Linked DNA regions of Mus musculus: region 1 is linked to region 2. The links are chromatin contacts, called in public Hi-C maps. All regions are on one chromosome and are shown on one strand. Each heading gives the region's core, a stretch centred on a gene start, on an enhancer-like site or on the middle of the called end of the contact. The rest is flanking DNA. Distances are from core to core; before and after follow the strand shown.

Evidence for each region. A called contact is a pair of places that touch in the nucleus more often than the background predicts.
Region 1: a Hi-C map of uterus shows a contact between it and region 2, with 4 times the contacts expected there. The contact joins two enhancer-like sites. A contact is called at or near these places in 2 of 484 Hi-C or Micro-C datasets (nephron progenitors and uterus).

What each region holds. Positions count from the first base shown.
Region 1 is chr7:70,456,849-70,462,363 of GRCm38.p6, reverse strand. No RefSeq gene overlaps it. Among named protein-coding and RNA genes, the nearest start is that of Gm44812, 50 kb to the left of the region's middle. Within about 2 kb of position 2,588, at least 1 of the 459 cell types and tissues checked has an H3K27ac peak or open chromatin away from gene starts, as enhancers often do. A contact at or near this core is called in uterus, where this site is marked.
Region 2 is chr7:70,795,276-70,800,865 of GRCm38.p6, reverse strand. No RefSeq gene overlaps it. Among named protein-coding and RNA genes, the nearest start is that of Gm39032, 4.0 kb to the left of the region's middle. Within about 2 kb of position 4,170, at least 8 of the 459 cell types and tissues checked have an H3K27ac peak or open chromatin away from gene starts, as enhancers often do. A contact at or near this core is called in uterus, where this site is marked.

The DNA of each region.
Region 1 (5,515 bases), core at 1,339-3,838, 340 kb after region 2:
TGAAAAGTTATGGTTTTCCTCCCTCTCAAAACCAGGCAAATATTTGATATTTTGCCAAGGCTGCTTAAAGCAGGTTAGATCTACATGTGACTTTGCTGTAAGTATAAAGAGAGGAAAGGAATCTCTGAGATGTGTAACCAAAAAGTTTCCTTCTTTCTGTAGAGTTTGAGGCAAAGGCCAAATTTTGGTTGGGTTTTTTTTTCTGAATCTCAGAAATACTGCAACTTGAATGTTACGGGAACATCAAATATGGTTATTGTCGCTGGAGCTCAAATTTTCACTCTATTCCACTTGAACACTGATTTGGAGTTCATAAAAATAGCAACAGTAAGATCGCCAAAGACATCCTATAACCTTAACACAAAGTAAATATGAACACAGAACAGAAATGTAACCTTTTCAAAGTTCCCTGCATGCAAATACCATGCAGAAGTCACTGACTACTGAATGCTCCCACGCTCCTTCAATAGCTGAACCACCCTCCAGGGAACTGCAGAGGCTTGATTTGATCCTTTGCAGATCTTTGAGCCCTCTCCTTCAGTGATGGCTTCTGGATGTCCAGCCATCATTTCTAGGTAGTCAGTTTCTCAAGAATGCTACCAAGTTATAACCACAAAGTTTACAAAAGAAACTACTTATGAAGTGTATGGATCTGTTCGTCTCTTGAGACTCACCAGCTTTATGCTTAAGCCATTATCCAAAGCTATCCATTGAAAGGAAGCATACTGGTCCGGGGTTGGCATTCAGTAGGGGGGCACTTGCCTTGTGTTCTTGAGGTCCTAGGTTCAATCATCTATCCTTGGTATGAGAAAAATTAAAAATAAAATGTAGTTTCAAATGAAGTTGTGAGACAATGTACTAAGACAGCATCCCCCATCCTTCTATCCTAAAGGCATGTATTTGTATGGTGAGCTTATTGAACACTTCTGGAGTTTTGAACTGAATGTTTACAGACAAGTACGTGAGAGCAGGGAGCTAGAAGAGGATGTAGTAGATGTACTGTGATGCTCTAGAAAGAGAAACCTCAAGTTGAGACTTTAAGATTGGGCAGGTATTGCAATGAGCCTCACTGTAAACGTAGGATCCAGACTACACTGTGTACAGGCTTGAATGCTGAAAGGCTCACAGAGACCTGCCTGATAGATTCCACCGCAGAATAACTCAGCCTCACCCATAAAAACAACAGACGACAAATGATCACGTCTAGCAGAGGCCAGGAGGATGATGGGAAAGACAGATGCATGAGCAGAATGGGCAGGTAGATCTATGGGGTGAAAGGCATTACCCAGGTGAACTTAGTGTTTTGAGTGTGTTAATACTTCTCATTGCACAACATCTACTGAACCTAAATTCAAAGTTTGAGCTTCACTCTGGAGAATTGCTTGGAAGTCACAAATGTTCTCGGAGAGGTGAGGGATGTCGCCCAGTCAATGGAAGGTTTCCCCAGTATATACTAGGACCTAGATCAGATGCCCAGCGTCACATAAAACAAGACGTGGTGATGTAGGCCTATAATCCCAGTACTCCAAGAGTTGAGGCGAAAAGAACAAAGTCATCTGTGGTTATAACAATGACTTTGAGGCCAGCCTACAATATAAGAGACCCTATCTTCAAACTAAAAAGGGAAATCTAAGAAGCTCAGGAGGATAGCCTTCCCCAAGGCTCCTTTCTCTAGAACTAGTCTACCAACACTTCCACATGTCAACAAATGAAGAGTATTCTAACACACCTTCTAGTGGTACCTAAGTCACACAGAACACTTCCTAGACACTAATAAAAGTTAACTCCTTATCTTTTGTTTACTTAAAAAATTGTTCGACATCTATTTAGAGAGGGCAGGACACGTATGCCATGTTGCACATAGACAGGTGAGGGAACAACTTGCAGGACCTGATTTTCTCATTCCACCTCATAGATCCCAGGGAATCTTATGTCAAACAGGTGGGCAGGCTTGGTAGCAAGTACTTTTATTCAATATGCCATCTCACCAGCAACACACATCCCCATTTTAAAAAATGTATTTGATATTTACAAACCTAAAACCCACAGTTCTTCTTTATATAATGCCCGGGATCTATGGTTGTTAGACTATCAACTGAAGCTTTGGAAGTTGTCTTAAAGTCTAGTGAACAATAAAGAAATAAATATTCTCCATACAACAATGGTGGGGAAATCTGTCGATCAACAATGTAAAATGAAGAACTTTGTTTGTTTAATGTTAAAACATCAGAAGTGAGTGATAGAATCTTAAAGAGAAGAAAAAAAATTCAGACTGAGAATCTTCCAGTTTCTGGGCAACAAAATCTGAGTTTTAATGGAAGAAGCTTGGTTTCCTGTACTTTGTATTTGGGGTTTTTTGTTTGTTTGTTTGGTTGGTTGGTTGGTTTTGGTTTGTTTTGGTTTGTTTTGGTTTTTTTTTCTATGAAAAAAATGTTTAAAAGTTTCACCTGTAAAATGATAGAAATCTGCTTTCTAATGCCATCCCCATTCCAGAGCACTTGATAAAAGCACATTTTCCCAGGACTGAATAAAACAACACAGAGATCTAATGTTTACAGATACACTGCCAGCAAACCTTGAGAAACTAGCAAGTCAAGTCCTTTTCTGGTTCCATACAAGATTGTAAAGAGTCACATGCTGCTATTAAGGACTGCTTAGTTGTTAATCCAAAAGAATTTTCCTGTGCAAGGGAAGATCTTCCTATAGATATTTTTAGCATTTGAAAAACATGGTTTCATGAAGAAGAAAAAAAAAGATAAAGAAAACTTTAGATGTTTCGGAGACATCATTCTGTGTATGAACACATTGTCTTTCATTTTTAAAAAGTATTTTTAAGTAACCAGTGTCATAGGAAACTGCGATAGCTTCAGGCTTTTCTTTTTCTGAGTTCGAGAGATATATGAAGTTAGAGAGAAACTTGTCAAAAAACCCTTCCATCTCCTGTAATTAGGTCTGCTCACGAGGATAACAGCTGTAACCGGAGTCTTAAACTGTGATGCTTCCCATCTTCATTAAAGGCATTCAAAAAGACCAGACCACATTTATGGGTTTCTTTTTTTTAACTCTTCGGCAGAAACAAATGTGTTTCCCAGGCACTCATATGTGCTACTGGATTCGGAGGTTGTTGTTGAAGGGGACAAAAACATTCCCCAGTCTCATTGGCCTGCAAGTAGGGAGAAGGGTGATTTGAATACTTGAGAGTGTGACAGTGTGCACTGGTAGCTTAATTGTCCACATGTGCAAACGGAGCACTGTGTGCATGCAAGGGTTCCACAGTACTAGTGAAGAGTCCTCCATAAGAAGAGAGCTAGCAATGCCAAGGTTGATCACAGCCATCACCAGTGCTCGGCCACCTATGATAGGTCCCTGCCACGTATTTCCTTGTTTATTACTTAATAACAATTGGTTGAAGTATTTACTATTATGATCTCCATGTTACCAATAAAAACTGAAAAATACTGAGAGGCTAAGCAAATTGTTTAAGGTCAGAGATATCAGCCCATGGCCATGGAAATGGTTCCTCCGGACATGGGACAAATGTGGTCACAAATAAAAATACTGGCAGAGAACTCATGAGTTACTTCCGTCTGGTGGTAGTATGGGATACTTGTAACCTAACACAAGGCCACATTAGTTTTTGTCATTTGAACAAAGCATATCCCCTATATCAATAAATGTAGTTTATTATCTAACCATATGCATACACATACATAAATATGAATATACACATACAAACTCAGCTACCCCATGTGGCAAATATTCTTAAATTTTCCACAGAGATTGATTTTCTTTATCTGAAAGAATCTAAAGGTAGCTCTCATGGTTTTTTGCTGTCAGAGGCTATCCCTTCTATAAAGCAAGCATGTTCTAAATGTTTAATGGCTGTATGCATATGATAGTATGTCTATGTTTGTGTCCCTAGCATAGGATATTATTCATAAATCTTCCATTAGAAAGTGATAAAAAGTCAACTCAAACCAACTAAAACCAAAAGGAGAAACAAACTAGTTTTTATCCAAGAGGAATCTGGAGCCTCCCTGCATTAGGTACGCCTGAACCCAGGTATTCAGCCGTGTCCTAGAGACAGCTCCCCAGGTTTTCTGCTCTGTGCCCTTCTGTTTGCTCTATCCATGGAGTTCCTTCTGGGTAAGGATCTTCTCATCAGTTACAGACTTTGTGTGGCTACTCTAGAACCGGGAACTCTTCTTTCCTCAGAACATTAACTAGCATGCCAAGGAAGCAGTGAATTACTGTGACCAGCCTCTCCCCTCATCCCAGAACCAATCACTCAGCTGGGCCATCTTGTAGGTCAACCAAAAAGAAGAAAAAGGAAGAAGAGAGGAAAAAAAGAATGTGGTGTGTGTGTGTGTGTGTGTGTGTGTGTGTGTGTGTGTGTGTACTGAAGGATGTATTCATGTAAACAGAAGAATAACTACATTTAGCCTCTTAGCCCAGAAGTTTCCAACAGATTCTTATCTTCAATGTTCTTCCAAGGTTTCGTTTCTAAAATGAGGAGTACATCATTTTTTCTTCCTCCCGCTGTCCTCTTTGTTTTTGTCTGCTTATTTTATCTTTTTTTTTTTTTCCCCAACAACACAAGGCCTTTGTGGATGACATCATTTGGTGGAAACTTTCTTCTTCATTGTATTTGGTGATAGTTATCAACATCAGGGTGACAAAGCCATCATCCCAATAAACCTATACCCATAGTTAAAACCATAAATCAGCAAATGGATACTACAAAGTGTGTCCCACTGCATTCTGATAATTTGTTGGAGACTCTGAAGTGTTGGGAGTCCTCTGTGGTCCTTTGTTGCCCTGAAGTGTATCTCTGCCCTCCTAGATATGAAGTTCCCATTGGTTGCAAGCATGGTATACTTCATTGCAGGGCCAAACCTCTGGGAACCCAGAAACTTCTCAACTGATTAAATAAGAAGGGGCATCACACCTTCTGAGGGATCCATGGGAAGCAAGTCCCAAATAAATAAAGTTATAAATACTTCTTTACTGTGTGCTGTGAGAAATGAAAACAAACAAACAAAACAAAACAAAAAACAAAAAACTGGGGAAATGTTTTCAGGTAACCAGAGTCTGAAAGATTAAGAGTTCAGGCATCAATTCCTAGCACCCACATGGAATCTCACACCTGTCTGTAACTCCAGTTCCAGGGGACATGAAACCCTCACCCAGACAGACATGCAGGCAAAATACCAATACACATAATATAAATTTTTTTTAATTTTTAATTTTTTTAAAAAGCCAGGAATGGTGGTGCACACCTTTAATCTCAGTGCTTGGGAGACAGAGGCAGGTGGATCTCTGTAAGTTCTAGGCCAGCCTAGTCTATAGATTGAGTTCCAGGACTGTCATGGCTGTTACATAGAGAAACCCTGTCTTAAAAAAACAGAGAGAGAGAGAGAGAGAGAGAGAGAGAGAGAGAGAGAGAGAGAGAGTTCAGACATGATGGTGATGAACTGAGGCTTTCAGACTGTGGACTTCATTCCAGCCTCATGTT
Region 2 (5,590 bases), core at 2,921-5,420:
CATATAGTCAGATATGTCTGCATGCACTTAGGTAATGTCCCCAACATGAAAGCAAAGGAGGAAGACTCCTTGGGACTCGCTGGCTCCAGCCCTGCTTATGGTGCAATGAGATCCGGCCTCAAAGGAATATGGCAAATAGTGATATAGCAAGGTGGCTGACATCTTCTTCTGGACTCTGTGAGGTTGATTATAGAGGTGCACACATCCATATCCACTTCCGCACACATGCACTTACAACCACACTCACATATGTACCTATGCACATGTATACGAGCATGCAAGCACACACACACACAAAGACAGAAGTAGTTTTAAAACTCAAAGTACTTTGCATCAATTTCACCCGTAGAACAAAGTTTTATAATCCCATATAAAGATATACTAAGTCATTAGCTCAATGTACCACAGCAACAAGCCATGAGCTATAAGATGGTGATGTTGAACTTAGTAGAACTTAGTAGAACCATTTTATTAGGCTTCTCCTCAGCAGGGCAGAACAAAGCACCTCACAGATGCAAAAATAATGGCCAGTGAACAAAGAGGATAAGGACCAGTGTTGCTTCCTAATCAAGAGGCTGTAGGTCCTTGGGGTTGGTATCTGTCTCATATCCACTGGTCAAAGTGTTCTACCTGGCTGAGTTTAATTTGTTATTTATGTAAGCTTTGCATATTTGTAAGGTTCAAGGGTTTATTACCCTGGCCTGACCTTGGCGAGTCAGAGTTAACATGTGGTTCTCTAGTAGCAGTTTCTTTCCAATAAACCTTAACTTGAAAGAACATGTGTGATAGATTTTGCTGGTGATTACAAAGAACATTTCTATGTCCATCTTTCTTCAGCTTGCTTTCAAAGTCCTATTGAAAGGTCACCTCTGAACTTAAAAAACAACAACAAAAAATTCCAAAGTATTGTTCTCTTTTAAAATTCCATTGAAGACCTTTCTGTGCCTTGAGTTGTAGAGTGTTGCTCTTTTTCCAGTTCTTTGAAACATTCCCTGTAGCCTGCTCAGACGAGTTAACCAGTCCATCTCTTAATGGTTCGTGACATTTGGTAAACAGTTTACTTTGGGTTGGGAGGCTTATTAGAGTTTGCTTTGCAATTTCTAGCTTAAGATTTAAAAAAAAAATATGCAGCGATCTTAGTTTTGCCAACAGTAGGCTCTTAGTCAGCACAGCTAATGGAAATCAGCCTGCACATGGGCTATGAAGTAGCTCCTTCCTATGATCATTGTAAGCAGCTCCTTCAGAGATGGAATACTGCCCATCACTGACAACCATTCCAGCTCTTGTAGAGTAAAAGTCCAGATTCCACAGACTAGAATGGCTTCTGGGAGCTCTGCCCATATCTACTGAATTGATTTGTCCTGGTGTTCCTAAAGCTTTCGTTTGGAAAGCTAAAGTTTGCCCAAGTTTCAGGAACAGGGTCAAGGGAACCAAAAATGATCAGACAACCTATAGTTCCCCTGTCTCCCAGGAGAGGTTTCTAACTCCCCTTTCTTCAGGTAGCTCTAGATACCCATAAGATATCAATGCTGTCATGGAGACCTAAAAGACAGAGACAGCAATTGGAAGCTAAACAAATCCATTGGCCGGTTCCACTGGAGTGCGAATGAACAGCTTCACCTTAGCACCCGAGGCAGCTGTCAACATGACCTTGGCCCAATTCCATTCATTCCAGAGTTATGAAATGAGTCGTAGTCAACAGCTTCTTCAAAATGCTAGGCTCTTTTTGTTAATTTTTTTTCCTTTTTGATTCTTTTCTGGTCAAATTTTTTTTTCAAAACCCTATAGACTTTGAGGTCTTGGGATGACACCAGAATGTTTGCTGTGACCCTGGTAAGACCTGGTGAAGAGCAGTAGTCACACTTGTCTGGACAATAAGAGAATATGAGTGACAGAGCCACTGAACATCCTGGCTGTTGGTAAATCAGCCCTGTTCTTCAGGAAATCTGAATGGAAACCAGCACACAAGCATAGAGACATGTGTCCTCCCAAAGCCCTTTCCTCTGGTTGCTGTCTTTTAGATGTGTGCAGGTGTACCATGCCATATTGCATCTCACCATCTTAAAATAAGAGTAAAGATCATGTCTTCTGTAACACAAGGCATGAGGAAATGTATTGAGATAATTAGGATATGAATATGGGATATGATCCATACATATATAACTTAGAGATATTTTAAAATACATATGTGTGGTATTCAACATATATTGTCTACCTATTTCCACAACTACATGCACAGAAAAGTAAGAGGTTGGGTTGTGAGAGAAGACAATTTTCCAATGGATTTGTGTTTTAAATCCCTTAAAAAAATGCTGCAGGTGTTTCCAAGGAAGGTTTCCTTTTATCCTAAGATGTCCAGATGATGTGAGATAGTTGGGCTTCAATAAGAGGACTAAGGGAGGTAGCCCTGCCTCTTTCTCTCTACGACTTAAACACCTAGACTGTTCCTGTCATTCTTTTCTCACATTGCCTATTTCTAAAGGACCAATTCTATAGGTTCAGTGCAAAGATATTTCTTCAATAAAGCCTTCCTCCATAGCAGTGTGTATTTGTCATGTGCAGGTCCACAGGCACTTGTGACTATAGAAGTAGTTGGGGTGACCATGGCGGGGACATGAAGAGCTGAATGTGAATTGGACCATAAATGCATTATTGAGGGTTTGTATCTTCCTTTGAAGTATACAGCATTAGCCACTGTCAGAGAGAAGATACCAAACCAGACAGTAATTGCAATAATGGAACAGACAAATGGTCTATATGCCCATTAAAGTCATCAACACCTCTAATTTTTGAAAGGGGCTTGTTTGAAATACAGTAATTGTGATTATGTTGCCCATAAAGGCTCTGGGTGATCAGCCATGGTCAGCCCAGTGCCTCTCTCGCATCCTTCTGGACAGAGCTAACAAAATCTGAATGCTAAAACACAATTTATTTCTGAACCACCTTAGAGAAAGGGGGCTTTATAATGTTTAAAAGTTGAATGTGGTATCATGTAACACTTTCCTTTGTAATATACTCTCCTCCCCCCCCCTCTCCCTCTCTCTCTCTCTCTCTCTCTCTCTCTCTCTCTCTCTCTCTCTCTCTCTCTCTCCCCAGGTCCATGACATGCAGCCTTTATTTAGAAACCCAAGAGTATTGGTTTCATCATCCCAGTACAAGCCAACTTTTTTGCATAATTATGCCACTTCCAATTCTCTGTTACTTTAATAATAATCTGCACACAGACACACAGACATTCACACAGACACATGACATACAAACACACACACACACTTACTTCTGTTTATCCTATAATGGCCTCTTCTTTTCTTTCTCCCTTGGAACTTTTTTGTATTTCAATGAAGTCACAATCAGCAAACGATTGATATCATCCATAGCATTTGTGGAGAGGAAACCTCACAGTTGAATGTTGAAAGAAAGTTAGCTTTCCAAAACAAGCCTTAGCAATGTTCTCTCAGAACCCTGCAAACCTAATTCTTGTGATAAACATGTTTATGTTCATGGAGACAAAAGACCAAGATATCTCAGCTCATCTCAGAAATCAATGGGCACTGAGAACAGATTTCGTGGAATGGGCAGACTGTGTGGTCTGTGAAATTCTTAGTTCACACTTAAGGATAGGAGCACTCCAGCAGAAGGGTTATCACATACTGGATATAAACACAGAAAATAAAAATAATTAAAAGGGCACCAGCTTAGTTTGCATTATCTTTCTTCTAAACAGTTAGCACTGAATCTAAAAATAACTATTGAAACCCCATACCACCTCCTAGAAAAATCATATTATTAAAAAAAACAAAAAACAAAAAAACAACAACAACAACAACAACAAAAAAACACCCTTTCATCTCAATTCTCCTGGCCTGCCCCAAACCAACACTCTTACTTCACCATTTTGTCTTTAACAAGCTCCTAGACGATTGAAATCGGTACACAGTGACATTTATGGACTAACATTTTACTATTTAATTATTCACTACATCTTCCCAGGTTCCTCTCCATTTCTGGCTCAACCAGCTTTTCTTACCAAGAGTAAATATATAAAAACCTACTGTTAAAACACTTAACAGGCCTTCTCTGTCACGGCTGTGAACTAGTGTCCAGTCCATTTGGAGGCCTCTCCTCCTCTTTCTCTTCCTTTGTTTAAAATATGCTGACCACACAGTGACCTCTCCTAACCCATCGGTCGAAAATTACAACCAGCCACACACACAAGCAGCTGGGGTCAGAAGGAGCAGGGTCTGCTAAAAGTTAGTAATCATACATTAATTCCCTGACATAATTAATCAAAATGAACCACTGTTATCTAGCAAGAAACCTTTACCCTATTACAAAGGGGTCAATTTGCGAACCACTTGAGCCTGGGAGTTTGGAACAAATAGCATACACCCTTCATCCGGGATGCCCTAAGTAGGGAAAAATGTCTTTGAAGTCCCAAATCTACTAGATTTAGATATAATTTCATCAATCAAGTTAAAAGCCTGCCTCCCTGCAGAAGGATTCCATGGAGCTCTGTCAACTGGCTCTGTTGAGTGGTGACTGAGAATCCATTTGTACGTTTTTTTTCAATCACAAGTCCAAGAGAGGGTCTGACCTGACAAAGGAGCCAAGAGTTTATCAAACTGAAGAGGAAGGAGAGAGATTTGTGGCGGGACCCGTTTCCCACTTGCAGGGGCAGTCGTAAATTGGCTGAGTGTTCTGCACACAAGGGTGTACGCTTTCATATTCAAGACGGAGCCTGCCAGGTGTTTAGCATCGAGATTTACACGGTACAGGCAGGAAGTCTGAAAAAAAAATAGAAGAATTAGATCTGTTGACCTGAAGTACAGAGGAGTGTGTGTGTGTGTGTGTGTGTGTGTGTGTGTGTGTGTGTGTGTGTGTGTGTGTGTGTGTGTGCACGCACTGAACTCACTGTGGAAGCAATGAAGAGAGGCGTGTTTAGATATCTAATGGCAGGAGATGTGAAGCTGATATGTTTTGGGCAGTATGCCGCTCATCAATTCCTTTTGATATCTTTAGAGACTGGAGGAGAATCCAAGGCTCGCCCCTCTCAAATTCCTTCAGTTGTTCTTGTGACATCATTAATGTGGTTAGAAACTGATTCTAATGACAATATTTTAAAAAAGAGACAAAAACAAAAACAAGGACAGACTCTGAGAGAGGGGGATGGAACATATCACACATTTCAGAGGAAAATGACATGACCAACTTCTTATATTGAGAAGTTCAGAAAGATGTTGGCATTGTCTATGATCGCCTAGAAAATAGATCCCAGTGGAGTGACTATAGCTTTTAACTGTTCCCCTCAATCCTGGAATCCATCCACTACCAACAGATTTCCAAAATCTTGCTCTGTACTTTTTCCCTTTTGTCTCAATGCATACCCATTCATATTAGACATTTCAGTAAACTTGTTTACTTCCATGGGCTCAGATATTTGCCAAGCAATTCTTCAGTATTAGTATAGCCATATTGATCTGTAGATGTGGAAACTTAATATATATTTGATTTGTCAAAGCCAGTACTTACTTGACTTGGAATTCATTTTCCAGATATAGAAGAGGAGGCCCAAGAACACACACCTGCTATG